Linked DNA regions of Capra hircus: region 1 is linked to region 2. A link is a contact called in public Hi-C data. All regions are on one chromosome and are shown on one strand. The core of a region is the stretch at or near the end of the contact, and the rest is flanking DNA. Distances in the headings are between cores, read along the strand shown. Region 1 has its middle 100 kb from the start of PAX8. Region 2 has its middle 15 kb from the start of PAX8.

Region 1 (7,015 bases), core at 3,178-5,677, 90 kb after region 2:
ACAGAAAAAATATGACAGAGCCCCAAGGCAGTGTGTCATGACCCAAGGTTTTCTGACATTTTCTATGGATTTTTGAGAGGCAGGGGCTCCAGCAGTTCGGGGAAGATGGTGATGGGCCTTATCTTGAGGGCCAGGCTAGATGAGGCTGAGGCCCAGAGGACTGAATAATGGGCAGCTCAGAGTGGTTGAGAGGACCAGTGAAGGTGGAGAGGTGGTGGGTGGTTGTCAGGGACCCTGGGAGAAGAAAGGCACAGTGGCCAGAGGGAGGGAGCTCCCGGAGTGAGGCCACTGGACAGACATTACCCCAGGGACAAGAGCTGGTCAGAAACAATAACTGTAGCAGCAACAATCACTGAAGCCAGCTATCAAATTGAACCCAGGTGTCAAATTGCCCTGTGATAAGCCCTTGGCATGTATTTTGTCATTTATCCCTCACAACAATTTTTTTTAGCATCTGTAATGTGCCAGGGACCACCCAAAGTCCTTCCGCATTCCTGTTGACATTAAAAAAATTTTTATTTATGTTACTATTTTGGCTGCACTGGGTTTTCATGACTGCGTGCAAGCTTTCTCTAGTTGTAAAGAGCAGGGGATACTTTTTGTTGCACTCTGCAGGTTTCTCATTGCAGTGACTTCCCTTGTTGTGGTACACTGGCTTAATAGTTGTGGCACACAGGATTAGTTGCCCCAAGGCATGTGGGATCTTCCCAGACCGGAGATGAAACCTGTGTTCCCTGCCTTGGCAGGCAGATTCTTATCCACCGCACCACCAGGGAAGTTCCCCCTTGCCATTTAAGTCCACATCACCACACCCCAGGTGACATACATGGAAAGTGAGAAAGAAATATTTTATGACTTGCCAGGGACCCATGGCCAGTGGAGAGCTGAGCTGGTCCTAGATTCCAGTTCTGTCCACTGAAAAGCCATCGCTCTTTTGAAAATATCTTATTTGGCTCTTCTCAGAAAAGCCAGTGAGAATGATGCCAGGACAGCCTAGGGCAGTTGCCACATGGGGCCGAAACTTCTGGTTCCTCTGGCAACCCATGCAGAAGAAGGAGAAGGATGCAGAGAGCTGGCATCTGTCCCAGAATGCACCAGCCTGCAGCCCTCCCCATCCCCCTGCCTCCCCATCAGCCCAAGGGTGGCAGCATAGAGAGTTCACAGGATCGTGTGATCATGCTCAGAAGTTCTTGTGCTTCTGTTTATTAGCTTGATGCTTCCAGAAGATTCTCCATGAATCTTAGATAACAGCGTGTGCCGAGGGGAACTCTCAGTGCTATCGTGAGGACCAAAGGAGAGAGATACTGCTTGAGGGTGTAACTAAGCTCAGTTCGAATGATGGTGGCTTCTACTTGTTCATCTGATAGCTATCTATGGACTACCTGTCATGCCATCATATAGGTGCTGGGACCAGGGCAATGGCGAGTCAAAGGTGAGCTCCCAGTGACATCACCACAATAGCTAAAGGGTGATGAACGCCACCATGCATGACTCCCTCAAGTCATTTGTTACTCTTGGGGTCACCCCCTCCTCTTGCAGTTCCTGGTCAATCGATACTGCCCTGATGCTTCGACCAAGCAGATTTCACCTGGGATCAAATAATGATCCATAGATTGAGGTCCTAGCTTGTGTTGCGTGTTCAGTCTCTCAATTGGGTCCGACTCTTTGTGACCTCATGAACTATAGCCCACAAGGCTCCTCTGTCCATGGGATTTCCCAGACAAGAACACTGGAATGGGTCGCCATGCCCTCCTCCAGGGAATCTTCCCGACTCTGTGATTGCACCCAAATCTCCTGTGTCTCCTTGTATTGGTAGGCAGGTATTTTACCACTGAGTCACCTGGGAAGCTCATGGAGGTCCTAGAGAGGTGGTCTTTTTCTGCAGCTCAATCCATCCTGAAATGGCCCTGGGGGCAAGATTGAGGCCTTCCTTCCGTTGCTGCTTATATGCACAGACTTTGGATCCTTCTAGAAGGAACTTCACACCTGCCCGTTGTAGTAAGACTTTCCATGACTTACATTACCTCAGGTATACATCTGGCAGGGAGAGAATGGTTAAATGTTGCACAAGTTGGCAATTTAGGCAAGTAGAGGAGAGAGGCTTTCTCGGCAGACATGCTTTTATCTGGTCCCATGTAATGATCCGTAGTGCTTTTTACCTAAATGCTGGGCTCAGTTGATTCTCGGTTTGCGCTTTCTTGTCCTCTCATTTCCCAAGAAGAATGCCCATTCTGGTCCTAGCTCCTCAGGCAGCTGGATCCCTTGCTGGGGTCCCGGGTAGAAACAGAGGGGAAATTGAGTTAGAAGATCTACTATGGACTGTCCCTGGGACCTCAAGCAAGGCACCTAACTTCTCGAGGAAGAGCTTACTCAACTCTGAAATGTGAATAAAAATGTTCAACCAGTCTGTGTCAGGGTCAGATTAACATCAGCAACAACCTTGTTATCCAGATGAGCACTGGTCCGGCTGAAGGTGTTGTGCTAAGCATTCGTGTGGCGTGCTTTGTGGCATGCCAGGTCACTTCAGTCGTGTCTGACTCTTTGCTGCCCTATGGACCATAGCCCACCAGGATCTTCTGTCCATGGACTTTTCAGGCAAGAATACAGGAGTGGGTTGCCATGCCCTCCTCCAGGGGGTCTGACAAAGGGATCAAACCGCATCTGTCTCCTGCATTGGCAGGTGGGTTCTTTACCAATAGGACCACCTATGATCTCACTTTTTGAAAGTTATTTACTTATTTATGTTCGGCTGAGCTGGACATTGTCACTGCGTGTAGACTTTAGTTGCAGCGAGTAGGGGCTACTCTTTGTTGCTGTGCACAGGCTTCTTACTGTGTTGGTTTCTCTTGTCAAGGAGCTTGGATGCTCTACAGTGTGCAGACTTCAGTAATTATGGTGAGTGGGCTCAGTAATTTAGGTGCAGGGGCTTAGTTGCCTTTCAGCATGTGAATCTTCCCGGACCAGGGAGTGAGCCCATGGCCCCTGCGCTGGCAGGTGGATTCTGAACCACTGGTCCACCAGGGAAGCCGATCATTACCTCATTTCCTGATACAGATGCAGGCTTTTGAAACCAAGGAAATGAGTTGCAAAATGCCAACACCGTGCAGTTAGAAGTGATGGTGCAAACAAGGACCTACTCTGCAGCACAGGGAACTCTGCTCACTGTTATGTGGCAGTCTGGATGGGACGGGAGCTTGGGGGAGAATGGATACATGTGTATGCATGGTGGAGTCCCTTTGCTGTACACCAGAAACTATCATAACATTGTTCATCAGTGATACCTCAATACAAAATAAAAAGTTAAAAAAATAAAAGAAGTAGTGGTATAGAAATTTGAACCCAGGAAGGCTAACTTTCAGGCAACTCCTGATTCCCTGTCACTGTTATATCTTCTCATTTTTTTCCTGTCTTCTCCCTTCCGTTTGGATGACTGGATTCAGTGACTACTGCTCAAGATTCAGGGGAGCAAGGCGGCATCTCATTCACGCACCATCTCTAACTTTAGCTGAGCAAGCTGCTTTCAGCCCCTGCACGCCTAGGGTTCAGCCTGGGCCCGCATGCAATATGGTGGATACCTGGCTCTTTGAGTATCAAATAGCTGGCAAGGGTCACGACTGGGCCTGAGAACAGGAGACGGTGGCTCATGGAATGAACTCAATTTGCACACTTTCCCAGGGCATGGGGGAGGAAATGACAGTGACTTGTTGCTTGGGAAATGCCGGATGGGTGGCCTGGTATCTTGGGAATGTGCTCAGACGACCAGGGGATGTTTTTCCAGCCTCTCCTTCTCCTCCCCATTCCTGGGATGGTACTTTGGACTCCTCACCACTATTCCCAGGCACAAAAGAGAAACCTGAGTCCTGTGTTTTTCAGTGCTCCTAGTACTGACTTAATGACAACCAAGCTCTGTCTGTGTATCAGGATGCACCTGATTCAGTGTGAGATATTTGATGCTGTCTAATTTATCTGCAAGTTTAGGAGGTTGCTGTTACATGAGGAATCAGTGAGGTCAAGAAACATCCCCAGAATTGTATACATAGAAATGATGAGACCAGGATCCAGACACAGGATCTGGATTCTTTCATTTTATTTTTTTAATAACTTTATTATTTATTGGGCATCCTTGGTGGCTCAGATGGTAAAGAATCCACCTGCAATGTGAGAGACCTGGGATAGATCCCTGGGTCAGGAAGATCCCCTGGCACAGGGCATGGCAACCCACTCCAGTATTCTTGCCTGGAGAATCCCATGGACAGAGGAGCCTGGTGGGCTACAGTCCATGGGGTCAGAGAGAGTCAGACACAGCTGAGCAGCTAAGCACACACACAGCACATGATTTGTTGGCTACGCTGGGTCTTCATTGCTGCGTGGGCTTTGCTCTAGTTTCAGAGATGCGGGGCTACTCTCTAGTGGTGGTGCTCCGGCTGCTCATTGTGGTGGCTTCTCCTGTTGCAGAGAATGGACTCTAGGGTGCACGGGTTTCAGCAGTTGCAGCATGTGAGCTCAGTAGTTGTGGCTCCTGGGCTCTAGAGCATGGGCTCAGGTATTGTGGTACATGGGCTTAGTTGCTCCACAGCATGTGTGATCCTCCCAGACCAGGGACTGAATCTGTGTTTCCTGCATTGGCAGGCAGATTCTTTACCACTGAGCCAGCAGGGAAGCCCCGGATCTAGACTCTTAATCACTAGCTTACAGTATTATGACTCATTGGAGCCATCGGGGGCATTTCCCCACCAGGGGATGCAACCCCCAGGTTGGCTCCACCCTTGCTTTTATATATGGAGCTTCGTTCTATGTATGATTCCATCACTAGGTGTCTGGCCTGGGTCAAGTTGTCTGACCTCCGTTTGCCCATGTGTAACACCTATGGTCATTACACGCACAGACTTACCTCCTAAGGTCTTTGTGAGAACAAATCAAAGGAAGATGATGAAATACATTTGAAACTCACCAGGCATTTTTTCAGCTCTGACTATTTCCGGGTGCAAAATACTAGCACCAGAGGTGACTCAGACATAGACCCCGACCTCTAGAGAGTGTCAATTAGGAGGAACTAACAGTATGAACTTGAGCAAACTTGTGAGCTTTAATATTTGATGGGAAATAGTAAAGGACAAGATCCACAGGATCTCAAAGAGTTGGGCATGATCTAGTGACTAAACAAGACTAACAACCAACAGTATGAACTTAGTAGCTCAAAGCCAAGGCAGAGCATCCTGGACTCAAATAAAATGCTAGGAGAGATGAAAGAGAAAACAATCTCAACACTGGGAAATATTTGGAGGGGGTAGTCTGAGCCGGGGCTTTGAAGGAAAGATGACGAGATACTTTCAAACTGTCAGGCTAAGAGAAGCAGGGGCCACAAGGTGTGAACAGGTGGTGTGCGTGCAGGAACTGTGAGTCTGTCTGTCCATCTCTGGGCTGATAGGATAAAGTAACAGCTGGGATATGAAGGTTTTCAAGCCATGATGAAGACTTCATCACGTATGTTCTAATAAATGAGAACTGAATTTGCATAAGGGAGTGACATGATACTATCTATGTGGGGAAGACCCTTTTGGGGTTTCATTAGCAGGATCCCAGAGCATGGGAGGTGGGTGACAGGGGCATTGAAATGATCCGGGCACAGGGTGATGAGAACCTGAGTGAGGGCAATCTCAGAGGGGACAGAGAGGAAAGGAGGGTGGACGTGGACTTCCCTGGTGGTCCAGTGGCTGAGACTCCAGACTCCCAGTGCAGGGGACCTGGATTCGATCCCTGGTCAGAGACCTGGATCCCATACACGGTAACTAAGAATTCACGTGCTGTAACTAAAAAGATTGCAGATCCTGCATGCTGCCGCCAAGACAAGGCACAGCCAAATAAATAAATATTCAAACAAAAAATGAGGTGGATGATGCTTGGGAAGGAAGAGAGGAAAGGGCTTTTATAGACCATAGTGTGGTTACTCTCCACCCCTGCTGCTCACAGCCAGCTTACCCTGGAGGACAGCCATGGACATCTCTCTCTGTTAGCTGGCCTTTTAACTTTGCTCAGAGCCACACAGCCCCTGCCTTCCTCTGCCTTCCTCCATTTGGATAATTTTCCTTAGAATGACTGTCATAGTCATAACTATAATAATTATGGAGGCAATAATAAGATTCTGAATGGATCGAGAGCCTCTCTTCTGAGGATGCTAATATCTGTAAGGTGGGGTGAAAGGGGTCCTACTAGAAATACAATTAGATCCATTTGGTGGAAAACAACCCTTAGCAGCGTGAGAGGATGTAGACGTGAGGAACGTGTTTCTGCTCCTGAATAAGAACACATCTCCCACCTTAGTAAGGGCAAATATTTTCCTGCTCCCTGGTGGGCATCTCTGGGATGCAGATTTCCTGGTAGTGATGGAGAAGGATGCTCAGTACTTTGTCTCCCCTGTCCATCACTGGGAAGCCTTCCCTGGGACCTTGGATGGACAATGAATCCTCCGTTCCACTCCCAGGCTCTCTTATTATTCAACCACACAGTTAGCTCTAATAATAATGACACACAATATATCATCGCATTTCAAAGCCTGTTTGAATTCATGACTTAATTCTCACGACCACAGAAACTAGTATTATTATTATCATTCTCACTTTACAAATGTTTTTGTTCAACAAACACTCCTGAAGCACCCAGTCGTGTGCTGATGGCAGACACTTAGTTCGAGATTAAGTGACTGATGAAGACCCAAGCAAGATTCAAACGCAGGTCCTCTTTCTCCAAGCCATTCTCCCCCCTTTCCACATTGCTCTGTTCATTTTTTTCCCCTCTGTTCGTTTTCAGTTGGGTGAACTACTAAGTTTTAGCACTTTGTTGCCGGTTGTTTCATGTATGCATTTTTGTCTACTCAAACATGGCAAAGATTTACAAAAAATAAAAGACCTTACAATTTCAGTTTATTATTATTAAACAATATTTTGAATAAATATGAATATTAATAAGAAGAATATTAATGTGCTCATTAAAAAGACAGAACAATTAAGAAAAATGT
Region 2 (7,576 bases), core at 634-3,133:
TGTAGGACAGGAAAAAGAAAAAGAGAGAGAGAGAATTGGTTGAGAGTCAGGAGGCTGGGCTTCCCTGGTGGCTTAGATGGTAAAGAGTCTGCCTACAATACAGGAGACCCAAGTCTGATCCCTGGGTTGGAAAGATCCCCTGGAGAAGGGAATGGCTACCCACTCCAGTATTCTTGCCTGCACAATTCCTGCCAGGTCCATGCACAGCCTGGAGCCTGGAGGGCTATAGCCCATGAGGTGGCAAAGAATCAACACAACTGAGCAACTAAGACACACAGGGTCTTAGACTTGAGACCGAGGCTATGGGACCTTGCGGAGGCCAAGGACCTGGCTGGGCCTTGGTGTCCCCAACTTTATAAATGAGGACTAAGTGGGAGATGGAAAGTGTACTGGCTTTCTAGTCCCAGTGCAAAGGAATATTTCCTAGAAATGTGTCCTGAGCAAAAAACACTCAGTGTCTCTAAGCCATAGTTTTTCATTTTCAGTACAAAGTTCTTCAGGATATCTTCCTCACTAATCTCACTGGGTTGGCTCTTATGAACTGGCGTGTGTGGAAGTACTTTGAAACGCTAGAAGCCATGGTAATACTGTAGACTGATACAAACTTTACAGTAAATAAAGGCTACCTTGTCCATTTATTTCATTTAATATATTCGTCAGTATTACCTGTATTATTAGTATTGCTATGTGTACCTACTACACAACAACACGTAATACTATATATGATACAATAGATATTGCTATTTTTTGTTGTTTAGTTGCTAAATCTGGAGAAGGCAATGGCAACCCACTCCAGTACTCTCTCTTGCCTGGAAAATCCCATAGGTGGAGGAGCCTGGTAGGCTGCAGTCCATGGGATCGAGAAGAGTCGGACACCACTGAGCGACTTCACTTTCACTCGTCACCTTCATGCACTGGAGAAGGAAATGGCAACCCACTCCAGTGTTCTTGACTGGAGAATCCCAGGGACGGGGGAACCTGGTGGGCTACCGGCTATGGGTTTGCACACAGTCGGACACGACTGAAGCGACTTAGCAGCAGCAGCAGCAGTTGCTAAATCATGTCTGACTCTTGCCCATGGACTGTAACCTGCCAGGCTCTTCTGTCCATGGGATTCTCCAGGCAAGAATACTGCACTGGGTCGGCATTTCCTTCCCCAGGGGATCTTCCTGACTCAGGGATTGACCCCAAGTCTCTTGCATTGCAGGCAGATTCTTTATCACTGAGCCACCAGGGAAGCCTGTAGTTGCTACTCCTGGCCTCATGGAATTTCCAGCTGGTAGCAGAAGGGCCCTGACTCTGGCAATCCTGGGGGAATGACTCTATTTCTCACTTGCCTGGTCACTTGGGGTCAATGATTTCCTCTAGACAATTTTGACTCTGGGGTCTGGGAGCTGGGTACAGGGTGTTGGGCCAGGGGCACAAAGTCAGAACTATTCCAAAGAACAGAAAAGCCCCTCTTCTTCTCCAGATGCCCGGTGCCTTGCCCCAGCGGTGGCCAGGTGAGGATGCCCCTCCTCTGCTTGGGGAGGAGAGTGGGGACACGAAAAGAGGGGCCTGGAGCAAAGGGTGAGCCTTGCTAGGCTCAGCTCCGCCTCTCCCAACCCCCCACCCCCACCACCCCAGCAGCTGGCAGACTTGCTTTAGATCCCTGTTCCTCCCACTGGCTGGGACTCCAGGTGCCTTCCTTTTAATTAAAGGTAACTAGCCTTCCGCTACACTGGCCTTTATTTGCATGGGATCCTATCCTTTTGCAGCTTCAGTATCATAAGAAGCCAGGAGCTTCACGGAGCATCCTTGAGCTTCGCCCTGGAAGGCGAAGCAGAGCCGACTCCCCACCCCCGCCCCCGCCCCCATTTGTTGCCCGCCGCTCCGGGCAAGACAGAGGGTGGAGGGGTGGGGGGCGGGGAGCTGCCAGCTTTCTAGCCCCTTGGCCGCCCCGCCTGACTCGGATCCGGGGAAGCAGAAGCAGAAGGCTTCAACTTCCGAAGCTCCCGCTGGCATGGCCCCAGTCCACCTCAGTCCCTGAAGCCAGGGGGCGTGGTCCTCTGCACTTGTGCAGTCTCGGGCCTGATCCTCGATGTATTGAATCCACAAGGCAGGCAGGTGTTTGCTGGATCCTGGACTGAGTTCCTGTGGTCAAAGCTTCTATCTTTGAGACCCCATGGACACCATGGTAGCCAACCAGGCTTCCCTGTCCATAGGAATTCCCCAGGCAAGAATACTGGAGTGAGGTGCCATGCCCTCCTCCAAAGAGTGAGACAGAGAGTGAGACTTAGTATGCAGGCACAGACACATAGCTCCTATCTGGAAGAAACTGATCGCTGATCAGAACTGTACTGGAGATTACCCAAGCTGCAGGAGGTCTCCACCTGAAGGGCACTGGAGTTCAGAGAAAAACAGGACTTGAGCTGCTAGTCAATGCCAGACACTTACTGATTAGGATTAAGAAGATGATTCTGATGCTTAGACCCAGCAGGCAAATTAACCAAGGTGACGGAGATGGCTTAAGCCCAGGCCCATCATTTCTCACTCAAGAGGAGAGCAGGCTCCACCTTGGGAAGACGAGACCCCTTCCTTCCCAGGTGCTCCTGCTCTAGTGAGAAGACAAGACCCAGACAAGGGAGACTCTAACTCGAGGTCTTTGCTTCTGACCCCACACTTTCCTCTGCCTCATGGCTCTGGCTTCCTCAAGACCTGAGTTTTCTTCATAATCTCCCACCAGCTTTCTCAGCACCCTGCTCACCTGAGTCTCCTCCATCACCAGGCCTGTACCCAGCTTTCCTCTCTTGATGCCCTAAGGTCTCAAGACCAGGGAGACAAATGGGTCAACCTTCCTCTGTGTAGCAGCCCCCTTACTTAAAGAATAGTTGTTATCCCATTTCCCAGATTGATTCTGAAGATTCACCTTCTGAGTTCTGTGAACTAGCTCTTCCTTTTCTACAAATCCCTTTTCATTTTCTCAAACGAGGAGATGGGAACATAGCAAGGGGTACTGGGGGTTGCTCTGATTTCTTCCATACAGTGTCAGATATAGCAAATAATGAATGAATGAATGGGGCTTCCCAGGTGGCACTAGTGGTAAAGAATCTGCCTCCCAATACAGGAGACTCAAGAGGTGTGGTATCCCTGGGTTGTGAAGATTCCCCTGGAATAGGAAATGGCAACCCACTCCAATATTTTTGCTTGGAGAATCCCATAGGCAGAGGAGCCCTGCGGGCTACAGTCTATGGGTTTGCAAAGAATCGGACACGAGTGAGCACATACCCACTCTTAAATAATGAATGAGCTTAGAATTAGCCTCAGGCTTACACGTTAAAGGAGGAAGGAGGCATGCACCAGAATGCAGAAATGTTCAGAACCCCCTATTCGCTGACTCATGTCCCAATAAACCTGTCATATTTCTGGGACCCTCTGGGGGCTGTCATCACATCAGCTCCTCCTTGCAGTGCTCCAGAGGAAGTCAGTCAATATTCCCACTCACTTTATCCTAATAAGCTTCTGGAAGTGGGAGGCCGAGGGGTTGCTTTGCCTTCTGGAATCACCCAGACAGTCAGTCAACACCATTCCAGGCCCAGGAGAGGGCAGGGTAAGCTCAGGATTTCCTTTAGAGGTGTGTTTTCTGTGCAAAATTTTAATGCCTTATTCCTCCTCCCTACCAGATGGTGAAGCACATGGAAGATAAAAGCCTTTCATTAGCATTTTCCCAGCCATGCACCCCAGAGTGCAGTGAGCCACCCCCTTTTCTCCATGTCCCTTGCCATGTGTGTCCTGCTGAATTAGGGGAGGTGGGCAGGCTCCTATGAATGATGACAATGACTAACACCCACAGGGCACTTTCTCATACCACCCTGGTAAACAATAGATGCGGTGAGTATTGATCTGTTTCACAGATGAGCAAAGTGAGGCGCTCATGAGCTAACATACCCAAGGGCCCCTAACTATGAGTGTTGGAGCCAGGGCTTGGCCCCAGACCTTCTAATTCCCGAGACTGGCTTGGGTGTCAGTATGGAAGACTGTCTGGAAGGCAAGTGGAGACTTGGCAAGACCCTTATATCTCCAGGCTTTGGCTTCCTGGACGAAGAACACTTGAACAGCTTGCTTAAAATGACCCTAAATGAGTTTTTTCTCTAATTAAGGCACAGTGACTTCAGAGATGTATTAAAACACGTGTTTGTCTTGAAAAGAATGTGACAATATCAATCCAAAGACCCATCAGACTTATGAGCAAACACTGGGCCATTCGGTTAGCTCACTGTCACCCCAAAGCAAAAGAACGATCCTCAAAGGATAGCTGTTTAGGCACAACTTGCAGGAGGAGCATGGCTGACAGAGAAGTTATAGTCTCAGGTGGCATCCGTGGTAACAGGGCATCCAAGGTGCTAGTGTTGATATTCCCTCCGCATTCCTTGTGGGTCACATTGCCCCTGGGTTATGGGTTCAGTTCTCATTTTTTAAAAATATTCACTTATTTATTTTATTTGGCTCTTAGTTGCATCACATAGGATCTTTCATTGGGATGCACAGACTCTCTAGTTGTGCTGCTTGGGCTCAGTAGTTCCAGCTCCTGGGCTTAGTTGCTCTGCAGCAAGTGGGATCTTAGTTCCCCGACCAGGGAACCCAGGTCCCCTGCATTGCAAGGCAGATTCTTAACCACTGGACCACCAGGGAAGTCCCTGGGTTCAGTTCCAAACACAAGGTTCAAAGGAAGAAGGTGGGAAACAGAAACAGGAGTTCAGAAGAACATAAAGAGACTCTAAACCATTCTCACTGAGGATGAATGAAAAGGGTAGGGGGTATGTTACCCAAGAAGAGAAGGCCAAGGATGAAATGGAAGCTGTGGCAAGGAACTGATTCTACCCCCTCTCCCCCACACCCCAGCTCCCCTCGTCGCCCCCCACCACCCCACCAACAAGGATGTAAGGGAGACATCTTGGATGTCAGCCTTCCAGCCCAAGTCCAGTCTTCAGATGACCACAGATTTGCTTGACAGCTTGACCATAACCTCTAAGAAACGCAGAACCTGAACTACCCAGCTAGGGAGCTCCTAGATTCCTGACCCTCAGTAGCTGTGTGAGATAATAAACATTTGTTGCTCTAAGTAGTTAAGTTCATGATAATTTGTTACTCAGCTCTGGATAACTAAGACTTTACTCTTCTATCTGCTCTGAGAATCTACACTTGGCCCCAAGAGTGTTTCATCAGCAGGCAGGGAGGATATCATCATTGCTAGAACAAAAATAGAACTTTTTTATTCTTCCTTAAAAAAAAAAAATTCTCAGTTGACTTCTCTGAGTTTTAAACCTGCCTCTAGCTCTAATGTGGAGATTTGGTAAATTAACACATCAATTCTTTCTGGGCATTTTAAATGTAACTGTGATCCAGTTCCCTAAGGGAGTCCTCCCAGAGGCTGTCCTGGAGACATCAGGGATGTTCCTCTGAGCCCAGCAGTTTGGCTGGATCTCTGGGTGAGTCAAGGAATTGTCCTGGGGGGAGAAATAGCACGGGCTCTCCGAGAGAGAAGTTGGAACAAACGAGAGCTGCGGGCCAGAGGGCAGTGGTTGAGGTTGATGAGACCCATCTCTCAGAGTCAAAGAAGAGAGGTCCATCAGGTACAGGGTCTCAGTCCCTGCACTTCACATCTGTGTGCGCACTGTGCCACTGTTCATTCCAGCCAGGAATTTCAAAGAATTAAGAGGCCAGGACCACCACTGGCAGAAAGTCGCAAGGTTTGTTGATTTTTAACCCCCTAGTTCTGACTTACTTTTACTGGAAAGGGCAGGGAACACAGTGTGGATTGAGGGAAGGAAAGGGGGCAACAAACACACTGAGTCCCTGAGAACTAAGGCAAAGGAAGAAACAAGTCCAGGAGAAGCTGGTCTGGGTCTGTGAAGGGGTCGTGAGTGTCCTTCTGGGATCCCGGGACTGTCCTCTGAGGATTCTTCCCATTGGCCGGACTCTGCCTGTAATTCAGGCAGGAGCCGCTAGGTGGAGAAGTGTCTGGATTACAATGCTTGCCTTGCATGGTTTCTCATGGGCATGTGTATTTAACGTAGTTGCAACATCACGCTCAAAATTGTCCACAAAAAATCACAAAGTGCTCATTACCAGAGAAGAACTCCTCCGTTAACAGGTATTGTAAATGCATTTACTTATCACTTATTCTCTCCAGACCCCATCTTTAAAGTATAAAAGACAAGCAAAGTGATTTCTAATGTCCAATTCTAGGATTCCATAATATAACATTTGCGATAAGATTTACCTTAGTTATCTTTTATTTCTTCTACCTCTTTAAATCTGGGGGCATCTAACTGTATTCCCCACCCCTTCCTTTCCCACAGTTTACTTGCATTATGTCTCATCAATAACCATTTGATGTCAATTTCCTCTACTTCTCTCAATGAGAAGTCTCTATATTTCCGCTCATCCATTCTCCTCCTTTCCTTGTTTTACAGACCAACCTTGAAGATACTGCAGGTTCAGTTCCAACACAACTCGAATATCACAAAAAAGAGTCGTACAAATGTTCTGGTTTCCCAGTGCATGTAAAAGCTTATGTTGAACTCTACTGTACTTAAGTGTACAACAGTATTATGTCTTTAAAATGTACACAGTTTGAAAATACCTCATTGCTAGCCATTATCTAGTGTGTCATTTTTAAATAGTCACATCAAATATCACTGATCACAGGCCACCGTCACAAATATAATGATGATGAAACAGTTTGGAATACTGTGGGAATTACCGAAATGTAACATGGAGACATGAAATGAGCAAATATCATTGGAAAAATGGCACTGATACACTTGCTTGATGCAGGGTTGCCACAATAATTGGCAAAAAATGCATTGTCTGTGAAATGCAATACTGTATGCCTGTATAAGCCACAAATCTTGAGTGCTTCCTTGGGTTCCTCCTTTATCTCTCTTGTTTGGTGCCCATTCCATTGAGTCATCCCTCCATTTGCAGACTTGATGACACCATGGGATTTGAGATTTGACATTTTGGCGAATACGGACTGAGTGAGGCAGTTCAGGGGCATGTACTCATGTAGGATAAGTCTTGATTGGTGGGAAATGAGGTACTGGAGGGGAGCGGTCCTCCTTTCAGTGTATACTTCATTTGACTTCTCTTTATGTCTCTTACAGAGAAACCCAGCTGTGTGTCTTCTTAGTCTGCTGTGAGGTTGCCTCTAGCACAGTATTGCATTTCATCAAGTGCTTCATGGTGCCCCTTGCCCTCCTTCAATTTTTTCCTATCCCTCACTGTCCTGGGCTTGTATCTTTCTCCCATCTAAAGTGTCAGCTCTTCAATCCCTGCCTCAGGCTCTGCTTTCTGTAAGATTGACGCTAAGATTGTTGGCCTCAGAGGACAAAGTGTCCCCCTCCACCTCCTTGGCAAGACCACTTCTGTCACTTGGGTTCTTGATTCAATCTCTTTCTGCCTCCTCCATGTTTCATGAAGTAACCATTCTTCCTTTTTTTTTCTTTTTTAATTTGAGGTATAATCGGCATATAAGGAGCTTCCCAGGTGGCACTAATGGTAAAGAACTCCCCTGCTAAGGCAGGAGACATAA

Evidence for each region. A called contact is a pair of places that touch in the nucleus more often than the background predicts.
Region 1: a Hi-C map of blood shows a contact between it and region 2, with 1.7 times the contacts expected there. The contact joins two enhancer-like sites. A contact is called at or near these places in 2 of 5 Hi-C or Micro-C datasets (both in blood).

What each region holds. Positions count from the first base shown.
Region 1 is chr11:46,738,309-46,745,323 of ARS1.2, forward strand. No RefSeq gene overlaps it. Among named protein-coding and RNA genes, the nearest start is that of PAX8, 100 kb to the left of the region's middle. Within about 2 kb of position 4,428, at least 1 of the 5 cell types and tissues checked has an H3K27ac peak or open chromatin away from gene starts, as enhancers often do.
Region 2 is chr11:46,650,603-46,658,178 of ARS1.2, forward strand. No RefSeq gene overlaps it. Among named protein-coding and RNA genes, the nearest start is that of PAX8, 15 kb to the left of the region's middle. Within about 2 kb of position 1,884, at least 1 of the 5 cell types and tissues checked has an H3K27ac peak or open chromatin away from gene starts, as enhancers often do.